Linked DNA regions of Mus musculus: region 1 is linked to region 2. Evidence: chromatin contacts called from public HiChIP or PLAC-seq data. All regions are on one chromosome and are shown on one strand. Each heading gives the region's core, a stretch centred on a gene start, on an enhancer-like site or on the middle of the called end of the contact. The rest is flanking DNA. Distances are from core to core; before and after follow the strand shown.

Region 1 (6,627 bases), core at 1,417-3,916, 120 kb before region 2:
GGACTCAGGGGCTATAACACTAGTAAATTTTCAGATGTCTCACACTTTGAGAGCTGACACCCAGCTGTTGCAGAGGGCTGAGGGCTACACAAGCTGCTTAGCACCCAGTAACCAAGCCCAAAGCCAAAGGCTCTACTCCGATACATAGAACTCTAAGATTCTGGCTTCTAATGCTGTAGTTCTCAGGGCTTGGACCTGAGTGTCTTTGGCACTCCAGGGGCTAGGACTAGAAGAATTCTATAATAAGAATTTTATAATCTTGTTTTCTTTTGTTTTGAAACTGAGAAATGTCATAAAATGTTATGGGAATATGTTCTTGTTTAGTATGTAATCATTTCATGTGATATGGGGCTGTTCCACAGTAGCTGACTGTGATTTGCCTCATGATCTAGCAGGGGAGTGGTTTTGCCAGCTGTAGACAGTTTCTGTGAATGTGTGACATTTGGAATTTTGGAGACTTCAGAGGATATATAAATGCTAGGGCCTTGAGAGGCAAGGTTACTGTTGGTTGTGGTTTGTTAAGTAGTCCTGTGCAAAAAAAAAAAAAAAAAAAAAAAAAAGAAAGAAAAAGAAAAAGAGAAAGAGAAAGAAAGAAAGGAAGGAAGGAAGGAAGGAAGAAAAGGAAAGGAAAGGAAAGGAAAGGAAAGGAAAGGAAAGGAAAGGAGAAGAAAGGAAAGAAAAGAAGAGGAAGAGGAGGGGGAATGGGGAGGGGGAGAAGGAGAAGAAGGAGAAGACGACAAAGAATACTAAATAATTAAATCCTGATGGTGAAGATCAAACTTGCCCCAAGGAACTTGATGCCCCTAATCTACAGGAAGTAGTCTAATGATAACGCTGCCCCCTTTCCCCTCTATCCTTTCTACTCTCCTATCTAGGGTTAGGGAGTGTACTGGCTAGTTTTGTGTCAACTTGACACAGCTGGAGTTATCACTGAAAAAGGAGCTTCAGTTGAGGAATTGCCTCCATGAGATCCAACTGTAAGGCATTTCTCAATTAGTGATCAAAGAGGAAAGGCCCCTTGTGGGTGGGGCCATCCCTGGGCTGGTAGTCTTGGGTTCTATAAGAGAGCAGGCTGAGCAAGCCAGGGGAGACAAGCCAGTAAAGAACATCCCTCCATGGCCTCTGCATCAGCTCCTGCTCCCTGACCTGCTTGAGTTCCAGTTCCGACTTCTTTCAGTGATGAACAGCAATGTGGAAATGTAAGCCGAATAAACCCTTTCCTCCCCAACTGCTTCTTGGTCATGATGTTTGTGCAGGAATAGAAACCCTGACTAAGACAGGGAGTTAAAAGGGAAGAAGTAAAGAGGTGGAAAAGGGTGGAAGAGAGAAAGGAACCCACAAAATAGTAGACAGAATCCCTTGTCTACTCTTAGTTTCCATCTACAGCAGCAAAAGGGTACAGCTGACCAATGACTCAGGGAAGTGGGGTTGGGAGTCTTGGCCACAGTTAGAGAGAGAAGGAAGAGATGGGAGGGGAAAGGAAAAGAGGGAAGGGGAGGAAAATCCATTTACCTGGCTTCTTGGATCATGATAGATGGTGTCCCCATATAGAGGGTCTTCTGAGTGTCTGGACTTTGCCCTCTGACCCTCAGTTTATAGGCTGTTTCTATGGCTCAGGTCCTAAAGAGAGAGAAAACAAGGTGCTCTCCCCCTCTTCCAAACTCAAGAGGAATGATGCTGTGTCCAGGACCCCAGTCCCTGCCTCAGAGGACACTTGACCCTCAAAGGTCCTTCACCTTCACAAACCAATCGAGTTCTTCCCAACCAAGTTCTGTATGTTCCTGGAGTTGGCACAGCCCAGTCATCCTGCTGCCATCTTGCCAAACAAGGAACACAGGATGACTTCCCCTACCTCCTTTAACTAAAAGCCTGGGCATCATAAGTCCATAGTTGGACTCAGCTTACTCATTTGCACAAAAGTGGAAAAGTCCTCACCACAAATGCCAGCCTCTGTCCTTGCCCACAAAGTCCCCAGGAGCTCAACATTTGGAGCCGTCTTTCTTAATAGTTTAAAGTTTTTAAATAAGCAAACAAGTGCTGGGCACGCATGTGTGCAATCCTAGCACTTGCAAGGTGAAAGCAGAAGAACCAGGAGTTCAAGAATATCTTCAGTTTCAGAGTGAGTTCAAGGTCAGCCTGGCCTATGTAAGACCCTGTCTAAAGGAAGAAGAGCAGCAGGGTGAAGCCGCAGAGGTAGTCTACCTTACTGTGATACAAAGTTAATGTTCTCTACAGTGAATTTGGTACAACAGCACCAGGAGATTCAGAGATGCAACAGAGTTGTGAGGTAGATCTTCAAGGTGACACAAATGTATCTACAAGAAGATACAGGAAGTAATGTCTCTTTCTACCCTGATGAAAACATAGCAAGCAGCTCTGAACCTCCAGTGGATGTACTGGAATCCAGATCTGGGGCCTCCCAGCCTCTGAGGCTGTGAGCTATAATTGACACCTAGACTGTGTTATTCTGTTACAGCAGTTTGAAGTGACTAAGACACAGCTGCCTGTGACCACAGAAAGCAGAAAGAAAAAAAATCTCTAAGTTGGTATGCAGGCAGAAGGCAATGCCACTTAAAGTCGACCAGAACACCCTAGAGATGTGAGGATGGGGACAGTCATTTGGAGAAATAAGCAAACAGGATGTGTGGCAATAGGGTGCCAATATTACAGCACAAGGCATTTTCAGTTAGAATCGAATAATTAAGGGTGCAGGCTGCAGCTTGGTGTGCAGTGTGTATGCATGTATTTAGCAAGCACAAGACCCTGGGGTCAATCCTCAGGAACGCACAAGACAGAAAAACCGAAGGCAATTCTATCAAAAGGCCATTTGGGGGATAGGCAGGCAAGCATGTGGAGAAAGTCTCCAAATATAGTAAAGCGATTTCTAGAGGGATCAACACTGTATGGAACTTGGGTTAAAATAGAAAAAAAATACAAAATGACCAAAGGAATGGAATAGAGCCAAATGAGCTTCACATTCACATAAAACTCACTCATCAATGGCATTTCCCAACACATCCAGTTAAAGAACTATTATTAAAATTGTGTGTGTGTGTGTGTGTGTGTGTGTGTGTGTGTGTGTGTACACGTACATCCACATGCCTGTGGGTCAGAGAGGGCATCAGATCCTCTGGAGCTTGAGTTCTAGGCAGTAGTGACCTTCCCAACATGAGTTCTGGAAACTTAACTCAAATCCTCTACAAGAGCAGGAAGTGTTTTTAAACACGGGGACATTGCTTCCCCGAAATAATTATTTTTAACTAAGTGTTTTTGTAAATGTGTTGCATAGGACTGGGGAGATGACTCAGCAGGCAAAGGCGCTTGTCAGACACCTCAGTTTGATTCCCAGAGCCCATGGAAAGCCGAAAGGAGAGAACCGACTCTACAAAGTTGTCCTCTGATCTCCACATGCCCACCATGGTGCCCACATGCTTATGTCAAACACATGTAGACGCACATGCACACATTCGTTCTCTCTCTTGTTCATGTGCTCACTTGCTTTCTCTCTCTCTCTAATAAACAAACAAACAGTTTTAAGATTGCTTGGAACTTAAAATCCTGGGATCATAGCATTTCATACCCATATAGACTGGCTGTAAGGAAAACAATGGACTCTGTTGATTGGGATTTGAAAGAACTGGAAGCCTCACATATGGCTGGCAAGAATGATACTACTTTGGAAACCAGTTTGGAAGTTCATCATAAATCCAGCTCTGCCATTCCTAGGTCTAGACCCAAGAGCTATGAAAACACTGCCCACACACAAGTGGTCCCTGGATGTTTAGACCGGATTGTTCATTTTCATTCTGAGATGCTCCACACTTCAATAAAGTTACTGGAAACATTTTATATAAACAAAGGTGTTACAATAAAACATTTCTTACCATCCACTAATTTTTCTATTTGTGTGTGTGTGTGTGTGTGTGTGTGTGTGTGTGTGTGTGCGGGGGGGGGGGGGGAGACAAAGATAAAATGAAAGCAACACACTGGAAAAGGGTTGTATGTGATTTGCTGATCTTCCTGGTAGAGCGATGATTCTAATAAAACATGGAAAGACACGCCGAGCATGGTGGCGCACGCCTTTAATCCCAGCACTTGGGAGGCAGAGGCAGGCAGATTTCTGAGTTCCAGGATAGCCAGGGCTACACAGAGAAACCCTGTCTCAAAAAGAAAAAATATGGCAAATGGCACACAATGACGGGATTGAGGGGGGGAAACAGATACGTGTGTGCTTTATATTTATGGGTAGGAGATTATTAAGAGTACTCCAGGGAAGAGCTCAGGAAGGTATCAGTGTATGTAAATTACCACGCTCCCCCAGTCACATGGTCACAGAGCCCTGGGGTTATTGATACTCCCTAAATGGCTGAGAAATAAACTTTCCTATCCTCCATTGATGGGTGAGTCTTGTGGTTCCTTTTTTAGGAGGATGTCATTAAAGCCCTGTAGCTCCTCCCAGGTCCCCAGCTTCATCTGCATGTACTTGGTTCACATCTGACCACCTACCCATCAGCTGGAGGCCAAGGGCTTAATTTGTCTCCTTAGCCAAGGGATGCTGAGAGTTGCTGTGTAAACATCCTACTCCCTCTTCATTAGGCAGGTGTCCATTACCTATAGTACTCACTCAATGACACACCTCTGGGATGCCTGGCCTCCCCTGTCTTCATTTTCTGTCCCCATAGTACGTGTCCCTATAGGAGCACCTCCTAAATGAATGAGCTATGTTTGTCTCCAGGTTAGCTTATGAAGGAGCCCAAACCACAACAGGAATCCACCAAATGTGGATAAGCCAAACACCCTTCCACTTAGGATCTGCTTTGTAGCACTAACCACTGTGAGATGCAGTAGCGTACGTGGCATAAAAAAATAAAATGCCATTAGTGACTTACAGTTATTTAGAGGTAAGGGCATATAGGCTGTCCTGTAAAATGTTTGACCTATCCTTGGCACATAGTAACAGGACTCTCAGGGACAGAGACAGGAAATGCTCAGGAGCTGGCCTTCAAGGTGAATGTTTACAATGTGTGTCATTCAGCTGGGAGCAGGGGAAAAGGCTAGTTTGTTTGGGCAAATTCAAGGGATTGGAATTTGGGTTGTCAGAATTCCAGTATAGAACACGAATGGTGATTGATCTCTTGCTACTGCTGCTGAGGAGACCAAGGTGGGGAGGGGGGTGCGGGGGGGCAGTGCCCATCAACAGGAGATGAATTATGATGCACACATATGACGCAGCTACCAGAAAAACAATGACTACATGAATCATGATATGGAAAGTATTCCAAGCATACTACTAAAGGAATATAACATTTAAAAAGCTTTAACCTCATAGACTTCAGTACTAATGCTCTACTAAGCCAACATAATTTCTGACTGCATTCTAAATACGCATCCTTAGACCCCCACAGATGAATGAGGCTTTCATCAGTAATCAAAGAGACAACGTATCTTTGTAGCAGATAGACACCATTACACAACTGTTCAAAATGTATAGAAAAACTGACTGTATGGTACCCAGATCTAATTGATCCATCTACAACACAACCCCCACACCTAGAGCTCTGAGAACATTGTGGAAGAAGAGTGTGGGGGTTTGAGTGAGAATGCTTCCCACCTTGCAGGTTTGTAAGTGATTGAATGTTTGGTCACTGGTTAGTGGAACTGTTTGGAAAGGATTACAAGGTGCAACATTGTATCATTGGGGTTGGGCATTGAAGTTTCAAAAGCCCATTCTAAGCCCAGCCTGCTACTTGCCTGCCTTCCTGCCTGCCTGTCTGTCTCTTCCTGGCTCTCTCTGTCTCTGTTTCTCTCTCTCTTTGTCTCTCTCCCTGCAGATCAGCATGTAAGGCTTTCAGCTCCAGAGCCAGCACCAGCACCATGCTTGTCTGCTGTCCCACCCTGATGATGATGGACTAGCCCTCTAAAACTATAAGCAAACCCCCAACTGAATGCTGTAGTCTTAAATTCTTTTATTGGCCTACTTTTAGTATGGGTCCTTAAACGCTTTAGCCTCCCTTCTAGCCCACCACCCACCAAAGGTAGTGGGAAATAAAGGTTTTTAGGATACGAGGTAAGTGAACCTGTTTTGAAACGGTTCTTTGGAGCGAATCTCATCTGCTTTGTCAGGAAATCAATAGTTCAGGGGTCACCAGTGGCAGCTCGATCCACTTGAAAACAATTTACAAATATACCAGCAGTCTAGTTTGGTAATGTTGGGATAGCCAATAGAATTAGTAGCGTTGGCACCACCTAGCAGAAACAGCCAGGCCTCAGCTGAATCAACAAGAGTCACCAGGAGGACCAGGACCAGCAGGGACACCAGGAGAAGTTCTTGGCTGTGCCTCTCTCAGAGAAGACTTGTAAAGCTAGGCACATAAGCAAGACCCTATCACAATCTGTTGACTCTTATTTACACTCCTTCCAAACATCATGTGTCCTCCATGGGTCTTGCCTCACCACATGTCTTGCTTCAGCACATGAGTCTGTCTTAGCAAACTCTACGTGAGTCTGTATTAGCTGACATCACTCTTCCAATCGGTCCGAGTCCACAGGAGCTGCCACAGCACCATCCGAAGTTTTTTGGTGCATTTCTTTCTATGGAGTTACAACAAACAGAGCTCGGCTATGCAT
Region 2 (6,869 bases), core at 2,742-5,241:
GCTCAGTGCTAGAGCACCTGCCTAGCACACAGAAGACCCTGTACTTGATCCCCAAGTATCAGTCCCCCAACCTCCCAAAGCTAAAACAGGAGGTCCTTTGCATGAGTTGGAGGAATTTGGGGTACACCTGGCAACACAATGAGTCAAAAGCTAGCATGCTCTGCATGGTAGTTACTTGTCTCAAACAAAACAAAAGAAAAAAGGAACCCACAGAACAACCAGACACCAAGCACACACTTCACTGCCTCATTACCTCTACCTACTTCTAAAACGTTTTTGGGGAAACTTGGGAGCGACCTCAAACATTTTTTTTTCCAAGTTGAGAAACAGCTAAAGCCGTTAGAAAGGATTCTCAGATGCCTTCCATGACGACACGGAGCAGTGAACTCACTGCCCAGCGGGACAGTCTAGATGTCAGTCTGAGCCATGGTTATCACCACTGTGGGATGGCCGCATGGTTTACACCGCTGTGAGCCATGGTTTACAACCACTGTGAGCCGTGGTTATACACCACTGTGGGGTGGCCGCACATGCAAACATTTGATACTTCATGGTTTCCACCTTGCTAAGTGTAAACTATATCTGGAAAAAAGTAAGAGGGGGAAAGGCTTCCCATCTAACCTGGAAGGTGAGGCAGGAGGATTGCAAGTCACAGCACACCTGGGCTGCAGAGCGAGCTCAAGGCCAGCCGGGATAATTTAGTGATACTTAGTCTCAGATACTTTTTGGTTTGTTTGCTTAGTAAAATGACATCAAGGCCCTAGGCCCAATACTGATACTGAAAGAGAAAAAATTTTAAAACCTAAACTAAATTTAGACTCAGATAAGGCAGAAACAGGATCTGGGCAAAGCCACACAGTCCCCACAGGTTCCCAGGAGTCCTGGGCGCTCTTGAACCAGCGCAGCTTGAGACATAGGCAAGTGGGGATCCCGCTGCAGCCACCTAAGCTTCAGCGAGACCAGCACAGTCTACCGTGCATGCTGCCTCGCTGACTGAGTCCTCTAAGAAGCCTGGTCAGGACACCTGCATGAGAATCTGGACGCCACTGCGCAAGTCCTCAGCGATGACGTCAGAGTAGAAGGCCTTGATCTTCCTCTTGTTCAGCCACTTGGTGTGTCCACTGGCGATGAGCCGGAGCTCGGGCACTCTCTGCTTGCCAGGTCCCTGTGGGTGAGGGACAGGTGGTATCATGGCTGTCCTCCCTCACCATCCAGCCTGCTCAGCCCTTGTCCCGTCCTAGAGGCTCCCCTGAGACTCGGAAGCACCGAGTAGTACTCTTGGTTAGAGCGGACGAGGGAAAGTGAAAGAGAATGAAAGCTAGAGGCAGCGCTTGGATGGTAGATGTAGGGTCAACCTCAGCTACAGAGTGAATTGAGCCAGCCTGGGCTTCATGAGACCATGTCTTAAAAGAAAGACCTGGCCAGATTCTGCTAGGTCCACTTCCCCTGCCCCTCCTATCCCTGGGTAGATGCTGCATCCAGGCCCCGCCCCCCACCCACACACCCTAGGGTATAGGTGCCCTCCCCCCACTCCCCACCCAGCCTCCCAGGAGTACTCACAATGAGCACATGACCACAAATCATTAGGCTTAGGTTCTGGGTAAATGTGCTCACAAAGTCCACAAGGGCTGGGCGGAAGTTGGGGGGCCCTGTAAGCACCAGGCACTGGGGGCTAGGGAAAGGAAGAACACAGCGTGAGGCATCAGGAAAGATGCTTTAGGTCCTTCATGCTAAAGGAAGATGCTCTCTGACTCCCGAATCCTGGTGGTCCTGGGTGAAACTTGTGTGCACTGGGACACATATTGTGACACATTGGGGAGGCTGTGATTCAAGGGATCTTTCAGGATTTTTTTTGAGGCCATGATATTATAAGTATCCCTGTCCTTCTTGCCTGGGCCATCAGACACACCAGCCTACCTACTTCCTTTGCCCTGGCAACCCCAGCGTGGCAAAAGCAGAGTACCGATCAGTCATAAGGAGGCCATTGTTTAAAAACTCACTGTACCTTGCCCAGATGCCCGAACCTTTATGTTGGGAGTCAGCACAGGTTAAGCATTCCTGTCAATCAGAGCCAGACTCATTGGTTCATTTACCAGCTGGGCAAACAGGGGTTGTTAACAGCTCCAAACCTCACTGGTCCTTTTCTGTGTCTGAGGTTAGTACCCTCAGAGGTTTGTCATGAGTGTCTGTGGTCACAGTAGGTGGGTCATAGATCTCACTGAATCTACTACAGCCAGGTGAGAAGAAGATGGAAGGTGAGTGACTTCCCTTACCATTAGGGACTAATTTTGAAGGGCAGGCTTGTCACTGTAACCAACCCAGGATTGTGTCATAGGAATCAGACCATGTGATCCTGACAGCATGGCGTCCACTGTGGAAACTGAGACATGAAGACCTCTCCCTTGCTTTGTCTCTATCAGGCCGTGCCTGACCCCAGTCCTACACTGGCTCTTCCACCTTGATGCTACCATCCTGGTCTACCATCCTGGACCTGCCAGGGCAAAGGACCATGGCTGGCTCCAGGCTCCCAGCTGGCCCCAAAGCCCTGCTCACCGGTAGTTCTTGATGTGGTCTTCCACCTCGTTGAGGCCCACGGAGTAGCTCAGGGCCAGATTGTAGGAGCCAGCCTGTACTGAGGAACCCCAGTTCACCTCTGTGGGTAGAGAGGCGAGAACAAGACTCAGAACTGCAGGAAGCAACCAGTCCTGTGGCGGTGGGGGGGAGGAGGGACTGTCCTGCTCTCTTAGGCACAGAGCACCTTGGGAGCAAGGCCGTGGATTGATGGACAGGTGGCATCTCTGTTCCTAATGAGTGCAAGTCTGACTCCAAGTGCCACATATATGGCCACCTAATTCAAGGACATGGAGCTAGGGGTTGAACTCCCATTAGACAAGCAGACCTCTGTGACCATCTAGAAGGCCATGTTCAGATGTAGAGGTTTACGGTTACCTCCCTCAGACTGCAGTCCATCCAGGACCCTGCCTCATGCAGGTAGACAGTTTTTCTCAGTGCCCACCTTTGCACAGTCACTCTTGGTCACCCTGCCCTGTATGTACACATTAGCAAGTAGCCCCTCTAGGAATCTGACAGAAGAAATCTGGCTCTCAGTGGGCATTTTCCTTTGAGCACCGAGCTCAGGAAGGCTGTGGTAGAGGCCAGCCTGAGTCCCACTTGAGGGTGAAGCCAAGGCCAGGCTCCAGCTGGGATGAGGGGCCTGCCAGGCTACATGGCTACCCAGGCAGGGAGTTGGGGGCCTCAGGGGTCAGTGGCCACACACCTGGCTTCTTGTAGATCACATAGAGCAGGAGGAAGAGGACGACTCCGATGGCAATGAGAGCAGCCCACCAGGTAAGCAGGAACATGATGACCACCGAGATCACTGCCCCAAACAGCGCCGCCCACTTGCTGTAGTATCGGAAGGAGGGTCTCCATCCTGGGCGGGGCCAGGCCAGTGCACATGCGCATGCTCAGGAGCATTCTCCTTCCCAGAGCTACAGCAATCTCCATGCTTCCACAATCGGGTGCTGCTGTCCTGGCCTGTACCCACTACCTCTAGGGCCCCACCAGCCTTAACTCCCGGGGTGGGGTAGGAAGGCTCTAGGGAGTACCACAATCTTGCCTGTTGGGCATTTATTTCACCATGGTGACAAGCTATACCAGGAAGGAAACATCCAGACCTGGTCAAACACAGTCCCAACATCAGCAACAGTACCAGATCCCAAGGGTCTTATGGAACCCAGGAGATTAAAGGGATGAAAAGAGGACTTGATTCTTCCTAGCTCTGTGCTATTTTAGGGCCACTTCTAGTGACCACTGTACCATGGTGCATCTCTAAGAGTGCCAGGCACAGTGTGTTCTGTCTGGAAAGTGGCAGGATAACAGGCCCTTTGAAGATCTGGGATTCAAGTATTTCTCTGCTCTCTATTGCCATCTGCTAGAAGGTTTGCAGCAGCCGAAGAAGCAGAACCACCACTCCAAAAATCTATGCAATTAAATTGCTGCAGTATAAACAGCGCCCCCTAGCGGTCATCTGTGCACAAACAGCTACACCTTCCGTGACTAGGAAATTCATCCCTTTCTGAGCAATCAAGACTTCTGACACCCGAGAAATTGGTGAAGGGTGGAACTATAGAACAACCTCCATCCCCCGTAAAGGATGCACTATGCTCTGTAAAGAATGGCTGGCTTTGTTAGGGTACAAAGATTCCCTTCGTGTGGTTTTAAATGTAGGCTGTCCACCTCCACCATGCCTCCCCGTCTCCCCCCTACCCCTCCCCGTTCCTCCCCACTTTTTTGTGGTTGGGAGAGAGTCTGCTCACCAGGTGAGTTGGTGATGGAGGCATGGAAGCAGCTGAAATTGATGAGGGCGTAGGAGCAGAGGAAGAAGTTGGAAATGATGGGGGCGATGGTGTTAAGTTCAGCTTCGAAGACCCAGAGAGAGAGGGGCAACACGTTGGGGCTCCACCACAGGAGCTGCCTGGCACACACTCACAAGATGGTCCCTAGCACAGCTAAGCCTGGATGCTCAGTCAACTCAACCTTCTCATCTGGGAAGCGAGTCCTTTGCCCCATGAAATTCCAAGGGTCAGTGTCTTAGAAAACCTTAGCGTCAGTTTTTACGAAGACGGAGAGAGCCGGCAAGATCACTCAGCAAGCATCGATGCTGCCCACCAAGCCTGCTGGCCTTCCATGCTGGAAGAAGGGGACTCCTGCAGGCTGTCCTCTGACCCTCATGTGTTCCTGCTCCCCCATAACAAATGTATAAAAATATTTAGAAGGTAGAAGACAGGGGGATGGGCCTTTTCAGGCTACTGGGTGACTAAGGACAGTGGCCATGACACTTTTTGATCTCAAATAAATGTAAGGAATGCATTTGTCAATGTGACCCAGGACCCCTGAGAACATTTCCCAGTCCTGTCCACAGTGGGCTTTCTCTCCCTTGTCTCCCTGGCCCCAGTACACTCACATAATCGTGTGCATGTTGAGCTTAGAGTCTCTCTGGGGAGCCCAGAGAAAGACAAGCAGCTCTTTGGGGACAGGTATTTCTTCACATAATCTTATTAGGTCCCCTTGAGTATTTAGGGCCATAGTCCTCAGTTGGGCTAAGTCAGAATCATCAGCCCAAAGGTACCACCCAGAAGCCTACAGCTCTAAGAATCGGGCCTGCGCCTGAGCAGTAGGAGACAGGGGTGGATCTTGAGAAGGCCAGACGACTCACTTCTCAGTCTCCTAGGTGAGCCACTTCTTCATATGATGGAGGATCTAGTATCTAGAATCTTCCTTTGGGCAATAGCGACCAAACTATTAGGGCAAGTCTTATGGGTGGGTGACTAATGGGACCAACCTGAGCAGCAGGGATCTAACTCTAACAGGAAGGTGTTGGTGGGAGGGGTGAGGAAGAGGGGAAGGGAGGGAGTGGGGCAGGGACTGTCACGTTATAGGGTAGTCGCTTCTCTTTTTCGAATTCTGCATCCTCGGCTGCATTAACTAGGAGATATTTGGGTATGTGCATCTGTATGGGGTTGTGCCCTCCCACACGCTCTCTTTCTGCCCATCTGAGGCTTACGAACTATGCACTGCCCCTTACTCTACAGCGGAGCAAACGGTGGCTCAGAGAAAGGACTTATCAACGGTCAAAGCCAGCAGAGACCAGTCTACCTAACCGCTACATGGGTGAGAGGCTGGCTTTGTCTAGTTTATGCATGTATACAGATAGTGACTGAGCTAGCCATTTGTGTCAGCTTGGCCCATCACCGGTGTCCTTGGGGCGGAGGGGTGGTGTCCCAGCTGTCAGGACACTGGAATGCAGAAAGCAGGAAAGACACAGAAGTTCCCTCACTACCTGGCGTGACTCGCCACCCTGTCTGGAGGGGGAAAGGATTGTGTGGCCTTCCAAGGGCCTTCCAGGCTGGGCTTCACCCAGGCAAAGGTTCATGTTCTGGGACTGGGGTGTGGCTCGATAGTAAAGCAGTGTTTAGTTTGTGCCTGGCCCTGGTTGGTCCCATCCCCAGCACCAAGTAAGTGCTGTTCACTGAGTGCCCAGTGACATGGGGGTAAAGGGAGCGGGTCCGAGGACCTTCACAGGGGGCAGGAGGAGGAGCCCCTTACCAATGATGATGAAGGCCACAGCAATGGCATAGGCCAGCAGGTAGCCACGCACAGGCTCCCTGTTCTTGCCATAGCCTTTGCCAAAAAAGCCAATCAGAGGGTACAGCTGGTCTTCACACAGGCACTGTGGACAGTGAATGAAAACCACACTCGAACTCTAGCTGGGACCTCCCCTTTGCCCTTCTCAGGGCCAACCGTGCCCTTGACCCTGTGTGCCCACACCTCAGCAGGTTTCCACTTCTGAGAATGATAAATAACCCAGCCCTCGCCTCGCCACAGAGATAGGGCTACTTCCTTTAAGAGTTTGCTAGCCTGTTTCCCTTCCCTTCCACCCAGACCCATAGCACATGACCCACTTCACAGCAGCCTGGATGGGAGGGGCATGGGGAAGTGGGGATCTTCCTACTCAGCTCTTCCTAGCCATAAGCCCCCCCCCCCAGGCCTTCTTTCTGCAACCTCACCTGGAAGACCTTAGCAGCCGAGACAAGACAGGCCAAGGCAGAAGACAGGGTGGCGCCAAAGATGCCGGCTGTGATCAGGGGTGCGAAGGCAGACACCATGCTCATGGTCTGTGGGAATGTGGGGGGTGCTGAACTAGAAACACTACAGGGCATCCCTTCCCCACAGCAGGCTGTGGTCCTGACATCTCAGCCCACATTGGGTGTCCAGCAGCCAGGCCCACGGCTTATACCTGGTAGTAGTTGATGAGGCCATAGCGGCAACTGCGCTGCTGGGAGCATTCTGTGAAGTTCCAGCCATAG

The links. HiChIP or PLAC-seq counts read pairs in DNA pulled down with a chosen protein or histone mark.
Region 1: a CTCF HiChIP or PLAC-seq map of CD8 T cells shows a contact between it and region 2, with 9 read pairs. The contact joins two enhancer-like sites. A contact is called at or near these places in 3 of 15 datasets of contacts at CTCF or cohesin (CD8 T cells, large pre-B cells and pro-B cells), 4 of 484 Hi-C or Micro-C datasets (CD8 T cells, bone marrow-derived macrophages, memory CD8 T cells and 1 more), 8 of 115 datasets of contacts at active chromatin or transcription factors (CD8 T cells, double positive thymocytes, embryonic stem cells and 5 more) and 3 of 9 other capture datasets (adipose tissue, liver and pancreatic islet).

What each region holds. Positions count from the first base shown.
Region 1 is chr8:94,454,685-94,461,311 of GRCm38.p6, reverse strand. It overlaps a transcript of Nlrc5 not described here. Among named protein-coding and RNA genes, the nearest start is that of Nlrc5, 15 kb to the left of the region's middle. Within about 2 kb of position 2,666, at least 56 of the 459 cell types and tissues checked have an H3K27ac peak or open chromatin away from gene starts, as enhancers often do. A contact at or near this core is called in CD8 T cells, adipose tissue, bone marrow-derived macrophages and 2 more, where this site is marked.
Region 2 is chr8:94,340,578-94,347,446 of GRCm38.p6, reverse strand. Slc12a3 (solute carrier family 12, member 3) reads right to left here. Exons shown (of 25, transcript NM_001205311.1): 10 at 6,800-6,869; 11 at 6,570-6,677; 12 at 6,109-6,232; 13 at 4,320-4,421; 14 at 3,278-3,433; 15 at 2,554-2,653; 16 at 1,561-1,672; 17 at 1,025-1,165. Among named protein-coding and RNA genes, the nearest start is that of Slc12a3, 15 kb to the right of the region's middle. Within about 2 kb of position 3,991, at least 29 of the 459 cell types and tissues checked have an H3K27ac peak or open chromatin away from gene starts, as enhancers often do. A contact at or near this core is called in CD8 T cells, adipose tissue, bone marrow-derived macrophages and 2 more, where this site is marked.